6 separate regions of the Mus musculus genome follow, and all the other regions are linked to region 1. A link is a contact called in public HiChIP or PLAC-seq and promoter capture Hi-C data. All regions are on one chromosome and are shown on one strand. The core of a region is the stretch at or near the end of the contact, and the rest is flanking DNA. Distances in the headings are between cores, read along the strand shown.

The links. Promoter capture Hi-C pulls out the DNA fragments that hold promoters and counts their contacts. HiChIP or PLAC-seq counts read pairs in DNA pulled down with a chosen protein or histone mark.
Region 2: an H3K27ac HiChIP or PLAC-seq map of embryonic stem cells shows a contact between it and region 1, with 4 times the contacts expected there. The contact joins the enhancer-like site here to the promoter of Akap11 in region 1. A contact is called at or near these places in 4 of 39 promoter capture datasets (the C10 cell line, hippocampal neurons, liver and 1 more), 4 of 115 datasets of contacts at active chromatin or transcription factors (bone marrow-derived macrophages, embryonic stem cells and large pre-B cells) and 2 of 9 other capture datasets (adipose tissue and embryonic stem cells).
Region 3: a contact with region 1 is called in a promoter capture Hi-C map of pre-B cells, with 2.7 times the contacts expected there. The contact joins the promoter of Epsti1 here to the promoter of Akap11 in region 1. A contact is called at or near these places in 3 of 39 promoter capture datasets (the C10 cell line, pre-B cells and stem cell-derived epiblast-like cells) and 2 of 115 datasets of contacts at active chromatin or transcription factors (large pre-B cells and microglia).
Region 4: an H3K27ac HiChIP or PLAC-seq map of embryonic stem cells shows a contact between it and region 1, with 5 times the contacts expected there. The contact joins the enhancer-like site here to the promoter of Akap11 in region 1. A contact is called at or near these places in 6 of 39 promoter capture datasets (the C10 cell line, embryonic stem cells, neutrophils and 1 more), 2 of 484 Hi-C or Micro-C datasets (CD4 T cells and embryonic stem cells), 5 of 115 datasets of contacts at active chromatin or transcription factors (astrocytes, embryonic stem cells, large pre-B cells and 1 more) and 1 of 9 other capture datasets (embryonic stem cells).
Region 5: a contact with region 1 is called in a promoter capture Hi-C map of embryonic stem cells, with 4 times the contacts expected there. The contact joins the enhancer-like site here to the promoter of Akap11 in region 1. A contact is called at or near these places in 7 of 39 promoter capture datasets (the 3T3-L1 cell line, embryonic stem cells, hippocampal neurons and 1 more), 3 of 484 Hi-C or Micro-C datasets (CD4 T cells and embryonic stem cells), 7 of 115 datasets of contacts at active chromatin or transcription factors (embryonic stem cells, large pre-B cells and stem cell-derived neural progenitor cells) and 3 of 9 other capture datasets (adipose tissue, embryonic stem cells and liver).
Region 6: a contact with region 1 is called in an H3K27ac HiChIP or PLAC-seq map of cardiomyocytes, with 5 times the contacts expected there. The contact joins the enhancer-like site here to the promoter of Akap11 in region 1. A contact is called at or near these places in 1 of 39 promoter capture datasets (hippocampal neurons) and 2 of 115 datasets of contacts at active chromatin or transcription factors (cardiomyocytes and embryonic stem cells).

What each region holds. Positions count from the first base shown.
Region 1 is chr14:78,535,434-78,538,361 of GRCm38.p6, reverse strand. Akap11 (A kinase (PRKA) anchor protein 11) reads left to right here and starts at 1,502. Exons shown (of 12, transcript NM_001164503.1): 1 at 1,502-1,650.
Region 2 is chr14:79,275,992-79,278,919 of GRCm38.p6, reverse strand. No RefSeq gene overlaps it. Among named protein-coding and RNA genes, the nearest start is that of Rgcc, 24 kb to the left of the region's middle. Within about 2 kb of position 1,534, at least 32 of the 459 cell types and tissues checked have an H3K27ac peak or open chromatin away from gene starts, as enhancers often do. A contact at or near this core is called in embryonic stem cells, where this site is marked.
Region 3 is chr14:77,902,836-77,905,763 of GRCm38.p6, reverse strand. Epsti1 (epithelial stromal interaction 1 (breast)) reads right to left here and starts at 1,525. Exons shown (of 12, transcript NM_029495.2): 1 at 1,100-1,525. The coding sequence starts at 1,278.
Region 4 is chr14:79,138,675-79,141,602 of GRCm38.p6, reverse strand. The region is part of intron 37 of Vwa8 (von Willebrand factor A domain containing 8); the gene reads right to left. Among named protein-coding and RNA genes, the nearest start is that of Gm30970, 4.9 kb to the right of the region's middle. Within about 2 kb of position 1,517, at least 71 of the 459 cell types and tissues checked have an H3K27ac peak or open chromatin away from gene starts, as enhancers often do. A contact at or near this core is called in embryonic stem cells, where this site is marked.
Region 5 is chr14:79,108,125-79,111,052 of GRCm38.p6, reverse strand. All of the region lies in intron 37 of Vwa8 (von Willebrand factor A domain containing 8), which reads right to left. The region is part of intron 1 of Gm30970 (a long non-coding RNA gene); the gene reads left to right. Among named protein-coding and RNA genes, the nearest start is that of Gm30970, 26 kb to the left of the region's middle. Within about 2 kb of position 1,487, at least 21 of the 459 cell types and tissues checked have an H3K27ac peak or open chromatin away from gene starts, as enhancers often do. A contact at or near this core is called in embryonic stem cells, where this site is marked.
Region 6 is chr14:79,088,139-79,091,066 of GRCm38.p6, reverse strand. All of the region lies in intron 29 of Vwa8 (von Willebrand factor A domain containing 8), which reads right to left. Among named protein-coding and RNA genes, the nearest start is that of Gm30970, 46 kb to the left of the region's middle. Within about 2 kb of position 1,401, at least 119 of the 459 cell types and tissues checked have an H3K27ac peak or open chromatin away from gene starts, as enhancers often do. A contact at or near this core is called in cardiomyocytes, where this site is marked.

The DNA.
Region 1 (2,928 bases), core at 253-2,752:
GCGGCTACCTGTGTAGTGAAAATGGAGGACAGAAAGCCAAAGGCAAGAGGCCTCTCAGGCCATTCGCTTCTCAAGTAGTTTAAAACAACAAAATGATAAAAAAAAAAAAAAATCTACATATTTTAAATACAAGTCAGCAGCCAGCGCTTAGGGCTCTGACTTAACACATTTTGGAGACTGTCAAGGTCATTGGAAATTGGTTCTCACAGGATTGTCTTTTACCTGGACGAGTTCCTTGTTGTTTCAGCTTCCGTAAAATTCACTCTCTACAGGGAAGAGCTTACTAGTTTTTTGTTTTTTTTTTTAAACTAATTGTTATTGTTCCCCCCTTTAAGAGGTCAAAGCTTTTCATTGTAGACTAAACTCCCAGTTCTTTTCTTGGTTGATGAAGCAGTAAGGGATCTAGCCTCTATTATCATCCCAAGTTTATTTCTTGTTATTCAAATGTGCTAGATTAGATCCGGATTTGGGGCTTGTGAATTATTCTACTTTCTGCTAGCGATGTAGGGCTGCTATCCAAATCACTGCCTGAATCTTTCCTCCCACAAGGGCACCACCCCCAAGCAGTGGCCCAATTGTAACCACCACCATCAGATGATGATAATCTGCGAGTTAACACCTACAGATATCCACCCCCTCCCCCAACCCGGCCCCAGCTCTCAACAACCTAATCTATTTGTCTTCATAGTGTTCAATAGACAACCTGGAATTATGCCTAAAACGTGTAAGGAAAGCAGCCAAAAGCTGTTGAAGAGAACGAAGATATGACTGTACTCTTTCTTGTCTCTCTCCCCTAAAGAGGATAAAACAAATAAGGAGCATCTACTTCAAAATGTCCTTCTCATCTCTCGGCCAGTTTGAGGACCGTATGTCCTTGAGGAGACCATGCAACATGACTGCACCGATTCCTCTGATTTAAACAGGAATCACACAGCTTGTCACCCAAGGCTAGGCTTCTTGGTGGTCAAAGCCTTATTTTCCAATTTCAATGGCCCGTGGGGTTGGGAAGTGCACTGCCCTTTAGACTGACTCCAGAGGTTCCGATTGGGCCCAAGGCTTCCTCAGTGGTTTCCCCTGATGATGTTGGGAACCGGGCAGACCCATTCTGAAGGATGGGCTGTGTCTGGACCCCTGATGTCGTGGGCTGCCACTGGCTGTGGGAAACCAGCCCCAGGAAGGTCTAAGGGTGGCGGATGGGATGCCAGCATCCTGGGCTCGGGCGCTTGCCAGAGGAAAGGGTTAAGCCGTTCCCAAGGCAACGCACCAGGAAGCGCGCAAGACGTCAGCCGAGAGTTCGTAGGTCAGCTCGAGGTTTAAAGCTCCCACGGGCCGAGGGCCGCCTGGCCAATGGAGAGGGCGCCTCCGCGTCACGTGACGGGCGACCCGCAGCTTTGCCCTCCAGAGCACGTGGGAAGATATTTTCCCCCCACCCCTTGTTCCTTTTGCGCGGGCTCGGCCACGGGGTCGTTCTCGCGAGAGGTGCGACGGCTCTCGCGAGAGTGAGTGGGCGGCGTGGGGAGGCGGCGGCGGTGGCGTCGCGGGCTGGGGCGGGCGAGGGGGAGCGCCGCTGCGCTGCGGCTCGCGCCACCGGGCGTTGCGGGCCGTGACGGGAGGCTGACATGCCCGGGAGCTGAGAGGCTGTGCCGCCTGGTGAGCGGGGCAGGGAACCGGGAGCCAGAGGGCCGGGTCCAGACTGCGGCCGGGCGCCGTGGCCTCGCTGCGTGGGGCGCGGGCGGGAGGACGGTGCACTTTGTCCTCCGCAGCAGCATCCTTCCCTGTCAGCGTCCGAACCCAGGTCCCCGGCGCTGCCCTAACCCCAGATGCCGCTGTTTGCATCGCTGTCACGTCGCCTCCAGGCTGGCCAAGCATCCGAATTGCGCTATCAAATAGAAAATGGGCTGGCCAGACCACAGTGACAGTACAGTCTAAACCCCTGGTATAGCTTGGTGACAGTCCTTTAGCTCTGCCTACGGTCTTTAAAAAGAAAAGAAAAGAAAAAAAAACCCTATTAGTTGGAGGTGGCTTAGCTTTAGGCATTAAGGCATTTTGCGGTGAGCAATACTGCTGAGACACATCGCTAATGGCCTTGGCGCATACTGGAGTTAATATTCGCAGTTCTTTTATAGCCTTGTGATTATCCATTTGCTTCTAAATCGCTTGTTTTCCTTTGCATCTTTCTCACCTTGTTAGCAGTGTTATTTATATTGGTACTCAATTTTGTTATGTATGAAAATATATAAAATAAGGGCATCAGGAAAGATGGAGTATTTATTCATGCAAAGGTGATTTTGTTTTAATGTCTTTGTGTTTGCTTGGTGTGTGTGTGTGTATGTGTTGGTGTGTGTGCTGGTAAAAGGCAGCCTAGTATGATTGATGTCATTTTCAATAGTCCCACCTAATCTTTCAAACTATAGAAGCATTTTTTTCAAGGAATAACCTGGTTATTCATACTTGATTGTGTTTTCCAGGCAGGATTGTGAATCATAGGTTGGCAGTAAATTAAGCAATTAGTTGTGTAGTTAGTAACTGACTTATGAGGGATGAAGGGATATGAGGGAATTGGGGAAGACGTGGGTTTATAAGCTGAGCTGTGGCTAATGTAGATAGCTACAGAACTGCTCAACTGATCTGCCTGGAAAGGAATTGGCAGTATATACTCTGTGCCCAGTGATGTTTCTCAGTTGTTGAAGATTCTGAAGTTGGAGGCCCAGAACTGTAGTGAGAGATTTGCTAGCCTTCTCAAGCCTCTGAATTCCAGGGCTTCGTCAGGGAAACAGAAGAAAATCCTTTGGGAGAAAGGATGGTACATTTTATTTTAATTCCAAAGACTTAGTGTCTGGGAAAGGAACTCAGCCAATTCCGATCATAATGCAGCAGGTTGTGTAAAGGGAAATTTCCAGCTATAAATAGGGGAATTCTAGTCACACA
Region 2 (2,928 bases), core at 285-2,784, 740 kb before region 1:
AATGGCACACAAAAGTCCATTTCATTTGGACAACTTTCAGATTTCTTTCATGCGAGTGAAATGGAGTCCAGGATCTTTCTGGAAGGTAGACTGGCAAAACATTAGCTGTTAGTGTCTGATTTTTGGTCCAGACTGGCTGGCTTTCTTTGAACTGATATAAACAAATAAACTGATATAAACAAAACAAGCCAGCAAACAAAAAGGAATTTAGCCCAATCTCCTCGTTTTAGAGACTAGAAGATGAAGGCTATTTCCTAAGAATTAGGTACCTATCAGATGTTGTATCTCTTAGACAAACAAAAAAACAAAACCAAACACAAGCAAAAACCAAGTAAACAAGCAGCCAGAGGTGGAGGCATAAGGCATAAGGCTTTAGTCTGAGCACTGGGGAGGCAGGGGCAGGCGCATACAGGACAGCCAAGGCAATACCTTATTTTGAAAAACAAACAAACAAACAAACAAACAAAAAGAAAGAAAGAAAGAAAGAAAGACAACAGATCCCATAAATTAAAAACCAGGCGGGTGAAATCAAGATCTTGGGGATTGATTTCAGAAGGAACCACCAAATCTTAGGGGATCCGTGCTGACCCAACTGTTAACTGTTCCCTGAAGGACATCCATTCACTAGGTGCTTGGGTGCAGATAAGAAAGGTTGCCTAGGGCCGAAGGCCAGGGAGCCTTAAGCTCAGAGAAGAAAAACATTTGGGAAGGGAGGTCACCTTGAGAGGAAGCCCTATTGTGCTAAGTATAGAGCCAGCGGAGAGGTTAGGAAACAGGTCGCGGCTGGCCCCTGGGGACCCAAGGTACAAGGGAAAATGAAATCTGGGTCCTTCCAGAAAGGTGAGGAAATAAAAGAAGCCTCGTCAGAGAAAGCAGAGAACAGCTCTTCACCCGGCAGGCAGGCAGCTAGCTGGACGGAGGTGGCCAGCAAAGCCAGGCTAAGACAACTGTCACTGTTTCTTTGTTTGCTTGTTTTGTTTAATGGACAGCTGTGAGCCAGTGCTTCTGTACTGGTGGCTCTCCACGCCTGTGAGATCTGCTGTTTTTGTCTTGTCTGTCCCCAGATCCAGAACCCATCCCCGAGTATCTACTAAGGCCCATTTTGAAAGACAGACTGTCCTCAGTGAGAATAAAGAGCTTGTCTAAAAGGTCAGATTAGCATTTCCTCCAGAGAATCAAGAGGGCCCCAACAGTCACTGCTTTCTTTCTTTTAAGATGTCAAATACCTGGCTTGCTTCTGTCCTTGGAGTCTGGGCTCCTACTTTCTGGTACTTTTGGTTGTGTAATTCAGGAGAGAGACAGACAGAAAACAGGAGGGTTGGGAGTAAAGCCTTCCTTCAAAAGAGCTGTCCTGCACAACTGGCCAGTGGCAATTTAAAACCTCTCTGCTTCAGCCACTTCCCTTATTGTCAAGGAGGGAGCAAGAGACCCAGAGTTAAGTGACAGAGTGGGCATGACATTGTAAACTGCCCTGGAGACCAGAGCATTACATAGGGTTGTCTCTGTCAAGGGTGAAACAAGCTGGGACTTTCAGTCATGTGTCTGGACAGCTCCGCAGGAAGGCTGATTTACCTGAATGAGCGGGTGGGGGAATAACTATCTCCTTAAAGAAACAATGTACTTTGTTACCTAGATGGTTCTGTTAGGTTTTTTTTTTTCCCCTGCCAGTTAATGAATTAAGAATCAGGAAAATAGACAGTAGGTAAATCTTAGATGTATCAGAGGGAAGCAGACAGAATCAGCTGGTAAAGACATTTATTAGGAATGAGGAAATGCACAGGTGGGTGCACTCATCATCAGGACACTCAGAGATAAAGACCCTGGGCAAAGCAAGAGGGTGGAGTCTGGAAGCTGAGGCCTGGTTTCTCCTCGAAGGTTGATGGTTTGCTTTTGTTTTGCTTTTTTGTTTGTTTGCTTGTTTTGTTTGTTTGTTTGTTTGTTTTGTTTTGAAACAGGGTTTCTCTTGTGTCCAGGAGTTTGCTTTGTAGACGAGGCTGGCCTCAAACTCTGAGATCTGCCTGGCAAGTACTGAGATTAAAGGTGTGAACCACCATTGCCCAGCAAGCTTGGTAGTTTCAAGGGTCCTTATGAGGGGATCTTCCTCCTTCAGTTTAGGGTTGGTCAGTTAGAACACAGACTTGGAGGCTAATATGCCCATAGGTTTGGGGTAAACACACCGTGTGGTCTGGCCTTGAACTTGTCAGGCAGTTCCACAGACCGGAGACCCCTATTGGTGGGAGGAAACGCCTCTCAGGCCTTTGTCTCAGGTCAGAAGGGTGATACTTTTGTGATTCGGTGACATGATGCAGTAGGAGGGGTGCCTTAGCGGGCCCATGCTGAGGCACCCCTGCCACCCTGGTATCATCCCGTCAGGGTCTAGTATGAAATGACGTTTATTTGGGAAGGGTTTGTGGGGAAGGGAATTGAGGCAGAGAAAGAAAGGGGACAGAGAAGGACAGGAGAGGAGAGGGAAACAGGGGAAGAAACCCCCCCCCCCCCACACACACACACATACACGCTGCTGCAAGGAACATGGAGGTGGGAGGATGGGGGTGGGGGAGGAGGAGGAGGGGAGAGAGATGATGGGAGTAGAGAGAAAAGACAGGGAGTGAGGGGGGAAGAGGAAGGAAGGGAGGAGAGGGAGAGGGAGGGGAGGGAGGGAGACAGAGAAACCAGAACAGTTTTTTATAGGTGAGCCAGGCTGTTGCTAGGCAACTGTAGGGCGGAGCCTAGAAGAAATGTTAACCCAGGGTAGGGAAGAAGCCCGCCATCTTGGAAGCCGATGTGCTTTATTAGCGAGTTATGGACACTCTCCCTCTCTGTCTGTCTCGGGGAATCTGCCTGACTCCTGATCCCTCATTTCCACACCCAGGAGCCCCAACAGCCTTGCAGGCAGTGGCTTGCCAACCTTCCTTGCTAAGCTTGTCT
Region 3 (2,928 bases), core at 276-2,775, 630 kb after region 1:
TGGCAAGATGCCAGTTATTCTGAGAGAAATTCCACAGTCTCTGATTGACTCCCAGATCACCTGCCCCATCTAAGGGTAGCTACCCTGAATGGTATCATAACCTCCCTACCTTCAGAAACGACATGGGGATGAAAGAATCTCTAGTGCTAGTGTGTATTGGTCATAAGGTTAGGTAGCTGTTCCTTAGCAACCAGCATTTGTCTTTCTTGCAACAAAGAAGTCGCTGCAAAGCAGGGAAACTAAAAATAAAACCATTTGTACAGTTCTAATTCACAGAGGCGGCACTTCAAACCATGGTGCTGAGTGGGAAAAAAAAAAGCCCATTCCACCCCGTGCAAGGAGAGGGTCGCTGGTGTTCTACAAAGCTTGCTTTCAAACTTTATATGCCCCAATACAGGGGAACACCAGGGCCAAGAAGTGGGAGTGGGTGGGTAGGGAAGCGGGGGGGGGGGTATAGGGGACTTTCGGGATAGCATTTGAAATGTAAATGAAGAAAATATCTAATAAAAAATTGGGGGGGGGAGCTCGAGTTCAGGATGCCACCGTCAGTCCTTAAACAGCAGATCAAGAATAAACGCCTCCTATGAGTCCCTGCTTTGCTTAGCATGCAATCCAATCTTGAGCGTCTGGGGTCCTCACTCCCAGCTGTACTGATGGAAACTTTAAGTTAGACCATTAGAGAACTTCCAGATAGCTTTAAGGCTATCTGGACCCTCTGCATCACGCTCCTTCTTGCCTTTATTCTAGCATGGTAGTCCCATTTAGAGCCGCCACCCCTTTCTCTAGTAAAGAAAAACTTACTTTCATAAAGAATGAAAAGCCCAGGTTGCATGTATTCATCTTTTAATCCTTGAGCCAGTCTTAAGAATCAGTGGACTGGGGGTGAGAATCTGCTATAAAGGTCTGCAAACAGGCAGGTGCAAGGCATAATAAATCAATTCCTAGGTGATTTTAAAGAGGTAAATGATATATAACTCTTTCAAAATCCCTGTTATTAAGCCTCTGTGATTTCAAACTCCAAAGACCAGGAAGGTACCTGGGGCCTGATTATATTCGGGAACAGGACTTCCTGCTTCCAAGGCAGCTTGCAAATACTTACCTTCCCTGGTCAGCATGCCCCTGCCTCTCCATCTTGGGGCCCTCGGGAGCTGCCACCTCCAAACTCTGTCTCCGGTTTTGCTGCAAGCCCAGCTCCCTGCGCTGCCCAGCTCCAGCGTGGTCCCGAGAGATGGAGGAAGTGCCCAAGCCTGGGCCCACCACCTTACTGCGGGTGTACATGGTCCACAGCCCGTGGGGTCCTGGCCACAGCCTTTGAGGGACGGATGCTGGTAAGGGCTTCTAAGGAGGCTCGAGGAAGGGGTTCTGAAGAGCAAGGAGAGCGGTTTTAACAGCTGAGTTTCGATTTCTCTTTAACCACCCGCTGGGTTCAGAGAACTTCCTCATTCATTCTCTACCCGGACACCCTTGGACTTTCTCACAGGTTAGCTTCCTGGGCTGAGCCTGCCTCTAGCAAGGCTGAAGAACTGAGCTGGTTCACCCAGCTGCAGGTGATCGGGCTCAGGGATTCATAGCCACTGCAGAGAGCACCAGAGATCATTATGATGAGCCTTGGGAAGCTTCTAAGCTGGTGCAAAATAGCCAGAAACCTGGAGAAACTTGAGCTGTTTAAGGGGTGTCCCTGATTTGAGGTCACTGTCAGAAGCTGGACACCCGGGGACATATTACCTTGAGTCCCCATAGATTAGGACAATAACTAAAAGCAATGGAACAGAAAAAGAATAGTTCCGTTTGTTAGTTGTGGCTGCTGTTTGGCGGTCAGAGGAAGTGGAAAGTGAAATCAGAAGAAAGAAAAACAAACAAACAAACAAACAAACAAAACAGCAGAGCTGGAGAGGCGAGCTGAGGGATAGGCAGAGCCGAGGGCCTGTTAGCCTCTCTAAGTGATTGACTAAGCATTCAAAAACCGACGGATTGAATGCCGGTCCTAAGCACAGCTTCCAGTGATCCAGCTCTGTTGAAACGTTAAAAACAAAGACCAGGTTTACAAGACTATTTCCATAGGTCTTGGACTATGTTCTGGCATCCTTTGTTTGTTTAGTTTTGTTTTTAAGGTTCCAGAAAATCCTGATGTGACTGTGTGGCTGGGGTGGTGGTGGTAGGGCATTATGACAGGGCTTCTGCTATAAAATTATGTGGTGTGTACCCATCCAGGTGACGTCCTACGGCAGAGCCTTTCTGCTTGGCAACTGGCCGCCCAGAAGTTTCACTGTCTTGGTTTATTTATTATTGGTGCTTAGAGCAGAAAGACAAATGCATGTTGGATAGCTAATAAGAGAATAAAACTGAAAGGTCGTTAAGTGCAAGTGGTAAAATAGGAAGGGAGAAGGCAGTGGCCATTGGAGTGCATAGTCTGCTGCACACACCACAACGAGGAGGTGTTGGGGCTTGGTTAAGTGGGCCAGAGCGTCTCAAAGCTCAGAGAGGATTAGAACCACATGATGGGTGTGTTAGAACGGGTATGTAGGTGCTTACCCTAGAGTTCAGCTCTGGAGTGGGCCTAAGGAATTGCCCTTCCAACAGTTCTCAGTGAGGCTGATCCAAGACCATTCTATGAACCAGTGCTGAAGGCAATGTAGACGGCAATGGGGGTGGGCCAGCGGGGGAAGAACCGGCAACAGGGGGGTGGAGGCAGGGGCAGGGGGGCTCTCCATAGAGCTTGAGAAAGTCAAAGTGAAGGCGAGATGGAAAAATGAACAGGTTAATAACAGGAAGAAAAACTGAGGACCTGGTTAGTAAAGCTAGGCCAGAGATGTGTATTAGCAGTAAGGCCGCTGTGTGGGAAATACAAAGTAGACATTAAAACCCAAACCAAACTAGAGATAACATAGGTTAAAGAAAACAAACAAAACTAAACAAGCAAATGAACAC
Region 4 (2,928 bases), core at 268-2,767, 600 kb before region 1:
GATCAGGACTTAGTTTTTAATAAGGCCAGGACATCGGATGCCCTGGAACTGGACTTACAGATGGTTGTGAGCTGCCATGCGGGTGCTGGGAGCTGAGCTTCTGCACGATCAGCCAGTGTTCTTCTTCATCACGGAGCCATCTCTCCATCCTCATTAGTAAGCATTCTTAGCCAGCCTCGTAGATAATGATTTTAAGAGGTTTTGAAGGAACAGGCAAGGAACTATGTCGTGTGTGTGTGTGTGTGTGTGTGTGTGTGTGTGTGTGTGTGTGTGGTGGGGCTTTGGGTCTCAGAGACATGCAGACATTATAGAACTCCTCAGAGAGACTGGGCTTAAAAGACATTTTCAATCTCAAAAGAATTTCCGACAATCTCCGTATGTTCCTTTGACTGGAGGGTTTGTAGCCCATGGCTGTCTGTTTAGAGGTAAAGATAGCTTGCTGGCTGTGAGAGGGATCAGGTGAGGTCAGAGCAGCAAAGTCTGCATTCTGGATGAATTCCAAGTATGTGGATTGGAGAAGAGCCACCATGTGACTGGCCTTCCAAAAGTGAGCCTGGCTTCCATACAGCACCTGCTTTTGCTTCTCAGCAGTCTCCCAGCAGGCTGTCCCCACTGCCTGTGACAAGAGTCCCATCCATCCAGGGTGCTTTATCCATGGCAAACCTGTCCCTGCTGGTGTGTGTGTGCAGGGTTGAAACCATGCCCACGACCCACAGGTGAGGTATACATTGTTGTAACTTTCCACGGAACACAACCTTTGGGATGGTTGTTTAAAGGACGGAGGCTTTCCAGACCCTGAGGAAGGCTGGCCTATGGTGAGGTATCTCCTTGAGAACAAAGACTCTCAGATCCTGACCAATGGGTGGGTCATCTCTGGAGTGCTGTGCTCTTTGTGTGGACTGTGTGCACAGCCATTCTGTTTTAGGGAGCCCAGTGGGGAAAATTCAAGGAAAGGAAAGGACACCCCTCCCATGCGCCTATTCTTCTTAGACAACAAAAGACAGATAATTATCTAACGCGTTTCTCAACATGAACAAAACAGAGAAGTGACCTTTCTGTCTGTGCCTGTTGACGGCAGTGACCCCAGCCGCAGCAGCCAGGGGACAGTCACCGGAGCAGGAGCTCAGCTGTAGCTCCCCGCCCGGCCTGTCACAAACGCCGTAAATTTTAACAGGCAGCCAGACCTGCATGGTTCACAGTCACCCCTAGGGAGTGATAAATGCTCCTGCTGGTAGACTTATATAAACTGAGACGCAATGATCTTTTTAAAAGGATATTCCCTGTGCTCAATAAACCTGAGTGTTGTAAGGCTGAAGGGTGGCTAGCCTAAGGAGGAAAATAAACCAATCTGGCAAGAAAAAGCAATCATTTGGAGTGCTGGTAGAGTAACCTAAATGGACAGGTACTGAATTCAGCGATTTAAAACTCACATGCTTGCTAGCTGAAAACCCCCACTTCTGGCTTCATGCCGTTTATAAAATGCACTCTGTGGGTGAGAAAGGGCAGTGACGGCAGGAGTGTGACTCACGTATAGTATATGCATTCGTGAAAATTTCAGTAAAAAACGGCAGCAACCTTTACAGTGTTCAGTGACAGAGAGCTTTGTTCAGACACACCTGCTGTCACCTGATAACAGCAAAGAAATGCCACTCAGTGCAGAGGACATCCTGACGACAAGTGAAAACTTATAGGAGATTTTAGGAAGTAACATTTTGAGCTTGAATCAAAATACCAACAATACCTGATTGTTTTGTTACTTAATAAGTGGCAGATACAACCAAAGAGGACAATGAGGCTGGATCAGGGGAAGAGATTCCACCTGCTCTGTCTAGACCCCTGCCCACCGTTTGCTCACAGAGGCCTCCCTTCCCAGTGGCCTTGCTCTGCTCCTCCACCACCCACCACCCAGGAAGGTCTTGGCCTCTAAGCACTTGCCTGTATAGAGTGCTGGCAGGGAGCGATACTGCTGTTTATGGCAAAATACAGGTGGAAAACATGGCTAGGACATTTTATCAGGGGAAAGATGTATAATGAGTACCTGAAGTAAGAACAGGAGTTTTTATATGGTAAAGTTTAAAGAAAAAAGTTTATTTTTCACCTTCTGCCCCACCACATGTGTGCAGGTGCCTGTAGAGGCCAGAAGGGGGCGCTGGAGCTGGAATTACAAGTGGTTGTGAGTCACCTGACACAGGTGCTAGGAACTGAACTCAGGTCCTCTGGAAGAGTAAGTAGCAAGCATTGTTAACAATGAAGCATTTCTAGCCCCTGTGAATCTTAAAAACGAATGTTACTGTAATGTCTGCCCACTTGAGCGGGGCCAGCGCTGCTGTGTGGTAGACTACTGCTTGGAATCGCCATTCAATCCTATGTCCTGCTGCACCTGGGCCATCCCAGTTAGCACCAGTTGTCTGAGGATAATAATAAGAATGATTATTAGTTGTGATCAAACCATTTTGTTCAGAGGGCTTAGAGGTGAGGAAGAGCTGAAGAGGTTAGTGAGACCTGAGGTCCTTGGCAGGGCAGATCTCCCTGCTCCTATCACTAAAAGTCCAACTAAGTGATTAAAAACAGTGCCTTCAGTCTTAACTAATTATTGCATGCTAGTTATCATGGCTGGTTATTACACACAGCTTAGCCCTTTAGGGGAGGGAACTGTGCTATTTGGGTACTAAATTAAGCCTTGTTTCTTGGCACCAATCAACATGGGCAACACTCCTTCGGTAGAAGGGAGAGACTAGGAGTTAGACAGACTCCCCAGAAGGCAGACACACAGACAAGGGACCAGGCTAGGTAATAAAGACAGTAAACTTCCAAGATGACTGCTTCTTCCTCAGCCTCCTGACTTGAAAGAAAACCTGGTATCTTAAAACAAGAGCCTGGTGAGATTTGTCTCCCACCAGCAGGCTACCCGGTGATGGACTGGCACGA
Region 5 (2,928 bases), core at 238-2,737, 570 kb before region 1:
GTGGATACACCCAAGATATAGCTGAAAACTCATAGCCTCCAAGGATCATCAGCTTCCCGATTCTTCTTAGGGCAGTGCTTGTTGGTTTCACTGTATGAGATGTGATTGTTCTGATGCTGTGATGGACTGGAATCCTTGGAGGGGTGGAAAACTTGACTAGTGACTGTTTCTGAACTGCAATGCATGTAAGACAGGCAGTCCCCATACAGGAGTGTCACTGGGAGGCAGTCTTCTTTCTAATTCTTTGCTCAACCGCAGATGTTGCTCCTGGGGTATGACTAGGCTGGGGATGGGCTTGAGAGCATCTGCCTGGGATGTGTGAGGCTCTGTTCAATCCAGCACTGGACAGGAAAAAAGGATTTTCTTTGTTTCTCTGTTTTGCTTTGCTTTATTTTTTGTTGTTGTTGTTTTTGTTTTTTGTTTCTAAAAGACACTGCTATCTGTAGTTGAGACAACCGTGGTTTCTATATTTCCCAGAGAGAGCAAGACACTTGTGTTGCAGTAAATCTCCAACCCAAATATGCCCTGGCAATGACAACACAACTCAGTTAATATGATTACATGCTGTGCGCCTAGATTGGGCAGATCTGCCACTACACTACCATCTTCCACATCTTATGAGATCCCTTAGAACTTGTGGTTTCTCCAGGCCATGAGCTTCTGCTCTGCTTTATTTTCTTCCTCCTCCTCTGCACTGCCTTTCTCTCAAACCTCCTTCTCTCTCCCCACCTTCTGCTCCACCTTCCCTTTTACCTGCCCAAGCATCAGCTCTCCTTTATTTCACAAATGAAGGTGGGAAGCAGGTTTACAGGAAATCACCTGAGTGCTGACTCATTCCTCGTTCACAAGCACTCACTAGAGAACGGAATTAACATCAAATATAATCAGCCCCAGGGCTATCCACAACACAGTGCAGTCTGCCTTCTTTTTAGAAACCATCAGTTTTCAAAGGATTGGGCATAAAGATAGTTCAGCTGATGGCACATAGGAACCAAACCCTACCTGCCTGTGAGAGATCACTGCATACACAATATCCCGGAATTTTGTAAATAGACCATTAACCTCTGGTAGCTGGAACAGTAGGGAGGAAAGGTTTACACCACAGAACTTGGCATACATCATTAGCACCCCCTGTCCGCAGTGGCCAGGACAGCCATCTTATCAGCAGATCCTAGGAACACCTGCCAGGAGAGCTTACATTCTCAGTAGGTACTCCTGAGAATCTTACAGAACCAAAAGTTACTCCTATGGATTTCTCTAGCAGGAATAAACAATAGAAAAGTGATTATAGGCATAGCCCAAGGGTCACCATGTAAGCAAACAGTAAAAGCCAGGTGTACTTATACATGAATAGAGATACAGCAGGAAATTGCAAAAGACTGTGAAAGGCATTGCTTTTCTGGGAAAAGGAGATTCCCACAGACAGCACGTGTGTAAGTGTTGGCTTGCAGACAATTCTGCTGGGCTCCTCCCAACAGTGATCTAGCAACAGCTTGTGTCACTGCCTGCCAGGTGTGAACCAGGTGCCCATAAACAGGACTGCCTGCTAGCCCAGCCCCTCTGCCTCTCTCTGCCTCTCTCTGCCTCTCTCTGCCTCTCTCTGCCTCTCTCTGCCTCTCTCTTTCTCTCTCTCTCTCTCTCTCTTTCTCTCTCTCTCTCTCTCTCTCTCTCTCCTCCCCTTGTTTCTCAATTTCTGTCCTTCTCTGTCCCTTCTCTGCCTCTACCCATTTCCAGGTCCCTGATCCCCACTCTTTCCCTGACAATAAACTTTCTTTTATACTAAGCCTTTTGAGTGGCAAGATTGTTCAGGGGATGCCTCAGCACTTCAGCACTGGCTGCCCAGAACTCCCAGCTCCTGCTATTGCCGATTTACATTTCACAACAACAATCACACAAGGCTTGAAGCATTCTGTAACAGTGACACACGGAAGCAGCCTGTCTCCAGAGTTATTGGCCAAAGCAAAGAACAAAGAATAAGTGGACCATGCTTTCTTTGAAAACTGAACAGAGCACTGTATATCACTAAAAGATCTTAAGATAGCTGCTTGGATATTGGGAAAAAGTTAAGTTTAAATAGAAGAGTAGCAATTATATCTGAAAATAGGCTTTCTTGTCCAACTGAACTCTTAAAACTGCAAAACTACTGAGCTAATGGCTAGAAATGGCCAACCATTGACAACAGAACTGTCACTTACACCTGCTGGCGGGAAAATCCGTTTTTTGTTTTTGTTTTTGGTTTTTTTTTTTTCTGAGACATTGGGTATATCATTCACTCCAGGTCCTCAGGCCTCATGATGAGGAGTAGTTGACCAACATATAATAGAATCCACTCTGTGTGTGTGTGTGTGTGTGTGTGTGTGTGTGTGTGTGTGTGTGTAGACATGTACTTTTTACTTGGTTTACAGTTTGGTGAGTCTTTTCTGTTTGGGTAGTGTTTTATTTTGTTTTCCTGGACTGGAGGATTTTGTTGCTGCACTGGCTTTTGTTTGTCTTGAGAAAAAACTCAAGGGGGGAAAAGATCTAGAAGGACTTGGGGAGGGGAAAACATGATCAAAATAAATTTAAATTGAAAAATTGTTTTAAGCAGTAAACATAAGATAAAAAAGAAGATAGACTTGCATTAGCTTTTCCTCACTAAAAACAAACAAACAAATCTGCCAACCATTAGGTAGCCATTGGCGTTTGGGTGAGAGTGTTCCACACAGGCACATGCACAAGTGGTGGAACTGTTTGGGAAGGATTGGGAGGTGTGATGTCGTTGGAGGAAGTGTGCCACTGGGGCTGGGCTTTGAGGTTTAAAGAGCTTCCAGCCACCCCCAGTGTCACAGCTCCTGCTGTGGCTTAGATGTGAGTGGTCAGCTGTTCCTGCTCTCGGGGACCCTAACCCTCCAGAACCATGAGCCCAGTTGAACACTTTCTTTCGTAAGT
Region 6 (2,928 bases), core at 152-2,651, 550 kb before region 1:
CCAGTCCTGGGACCCATCCTAATGGCCTCACAGTGCAGTAACAATCTCTCAGGAATTTTTTTTCAAGAAAGGAAATAAACCTAAGCATTGGACTTATGAACTGGAATATATGCAATAGGGATTTAAAATAGAGAAAGCTAGAAAAGATTAAATATCTTCAAAGATTTCAAAGAAGCTGGTTTTTAAACTTGATCTGATTCATGACTTTCTTTGCTCTGTAAAACTCTAAAAACTTCACGAACCCGCTTCCACGTTGGACATGGAATTTGGGGAAACCTAAACCCGTGTTCCCTGGGGCCATGATCACTTCTAATGGCTACAGAACAAACTCTGTTTTATTCTATTTAAGATGAGACCTTGACACACCTAAAGTTGCATCGTTTTCTGACTCTCTATTAAGAACCTACAGTAGACATACTCTTTAGAATAACATCTAGCCCAAGAAGTCTTGTTTACTGGTATTTGAATATTTCTAAAATGGTGGTGAGAGCAAGAAGCTTTTCCTTCTACAATTATAAAAACAAGGGCAGAGGAGACAAGTCTGTGGGAACAGTGTTTGATCAGCAAGTACAAGGAGCAGAGCTTGGGTCCCCAGAATCATAAAAGCCATAAAAGCCTAGCATGGTGGCTACCTGGACTTCCAGCATTTTTGAGGTAGAACTGGGATTTGCCAGGCAATCTAGTGAGCTAGACCAGATGAGCCTGTGTGCTCTGGGCACATGTGAGAGAGCCTGCTTCACTATATAAGGCAGAGTGAGGCCCATAGGGACAGTAGACATCATCCTGTGACCTTGACACATACATAAACATGAAAATAATTGAAAAAGAAAGCATAAAAGCAAGTTAAAAATTTACCAGGTCTTTGTTCTAGGTTAAATTCTTTTTGGGTAGCTTTTAATAGAGAAAATGTTTCTTGCATGATAAATACATACAACTCTGTCATAAATCCTTAGCTCTTAAGCCATCTGCTACTAAAGGAAGTCCTAAAGTAAAGTGTCCCCCCTTAAAAATAAAGAATGAGCAGATGATTACACAGAGAATTCACTGTAATTTCCATTTCCCTTCCTCTTCTAGGTTCAAAACCAAACCAAACCAAACCAAACCAAACAAACAAACAAAAAAAAAAAAACCTACATCTTCCTAACTGGGCATACATGACCTGAGCACTGTCCTGCTAAGTTACACACACACACACACACACACACACACACTCACACACTCACACACACACACACAACTTTTATTTCCTAGCACATGTGTCCACAGCCAAAGTGCACTGCCCCGTGGGCTGAGAATGGCTTCCACCAACACTTGGCAGCCTGAAGGAACTCTGTGGCTCCATCCTTTTAGATGTTAATGGGTTCCTTCTGTAAATGACTAATGATATATTCTGCCTGTGCTTAAAAATAGAAACTCACGTCACACATGAGTACAAGAAACTGTGGCTTTGGCACTGCTTGAGCTGGGGGCAGGGTAGAGGAGCAACTGAGCCATTTTCTTGTGTTTGTATCTGACTGGGAGAAGAGTGACCTTCAGATGGCCCCCATGCCCAAGTCTGAAACACTAAAGGCTAAGCAGATGGACTGAAGGAACCCTTGGGAACAGGGGCAGGGCAAGGCCGTTATTTTTAGTTTTCCTGTCCTCACTTAAGATTTTATTTTAGTAAGGAATTTTTGAACAACTTTCCAACTAACCAGGAGGATGCATCTACAGCAAAACTTTATTTTAAAATGATAAGGGACAGATTTATTTGTGGCTGCACTGTGTCCCTTTCAACTCTGTCTTCAGTTCTTCCAGAATCAGGAAGAAGGACTCGAGGGCAGCCCACATTTTTATACCACTAGTTAAACTGCTCCATTTGCCCCACCCCACCCCCACCCTGACCCCAGACTGAGTTTCTCTGTGTAGCCCTGGCTGTCTTGGAGCTTGCTCTGCAGACCAGGCTGGCCTCGAAATCAGAGATCCACCTGCCTCTACCTCTCGTGTGCTGGGATTAAAGGTGTGCATCACCACGGCTCAGCCTGGCTGCACCATTTTCTAAAACAGTCAACTGGAACAACCTGTGTGAAGAGGGAGAGGAGAGGCAGCGGAAAGATACCTCAGATGTCACTCAGGATGCAGAAGTCAGACAGGGTCTGAGAATGCCTCCGGGCCAGGCACAGGCTGTGCCAGTCAAGTACAGCTCTACAATGAAAACCTTATTTCCTTGATGAAAATCACTGAACAAAACAATTAGTCTACAAAAAAAATTAGTCTACAATGTTGCCAAACAATTGGGTCTTTTGTGAAATAAAACAGGAGCTGAGCATCTAAAAACTAATAGTTTTACAGAATTTGTATGTGTAAATTTCTGTTAATGTGACAAGCTGAAAATCTGGGGAACTGTTTGAATAAATACTTCCACTTCTGAGTCTCATCCAAATTTGGTTAGCTTATTAAATTTAAATTCCCCCTGACAGGTGCTGTCTCTGGTGGATTCTCCTGGTTGTAAAGCTCTTATGTGGGATAAGGATCTGAACTCAGGACTTCATGCTTTCCATCCGTTTGTTTGAGGTAGGGTCTCACTGAGATGCTCTGGGGGCTGTCCTGGAACTCCCTCCACATGCCTGTTCTGTTAGGAAGTCCTGCCAGCTATCCCGTCAAAATGCACCTAGGGTCAATCACTTATGACCTTCACCCTCCTCCAGGCTATCAATATTTTTTGGAGGGCTCACTGTAAGAAGGTCTGAACTGGCCCCTTCAGTTCTGCCTCATTACTACTCCCTGATAACACAGAGTAACTGAAGAGACCCCTTTCTGACACTCCCCTCTTACTCTCAGGGCCTTCCAGTGCATGCAAGACTCTGAGCAGTCTGCTACCCACAGCCTCCTCTCCCTCACCTCTACTCCTGCTCACTGAATAACGGTTCTACTTCACCTTTTCTCACT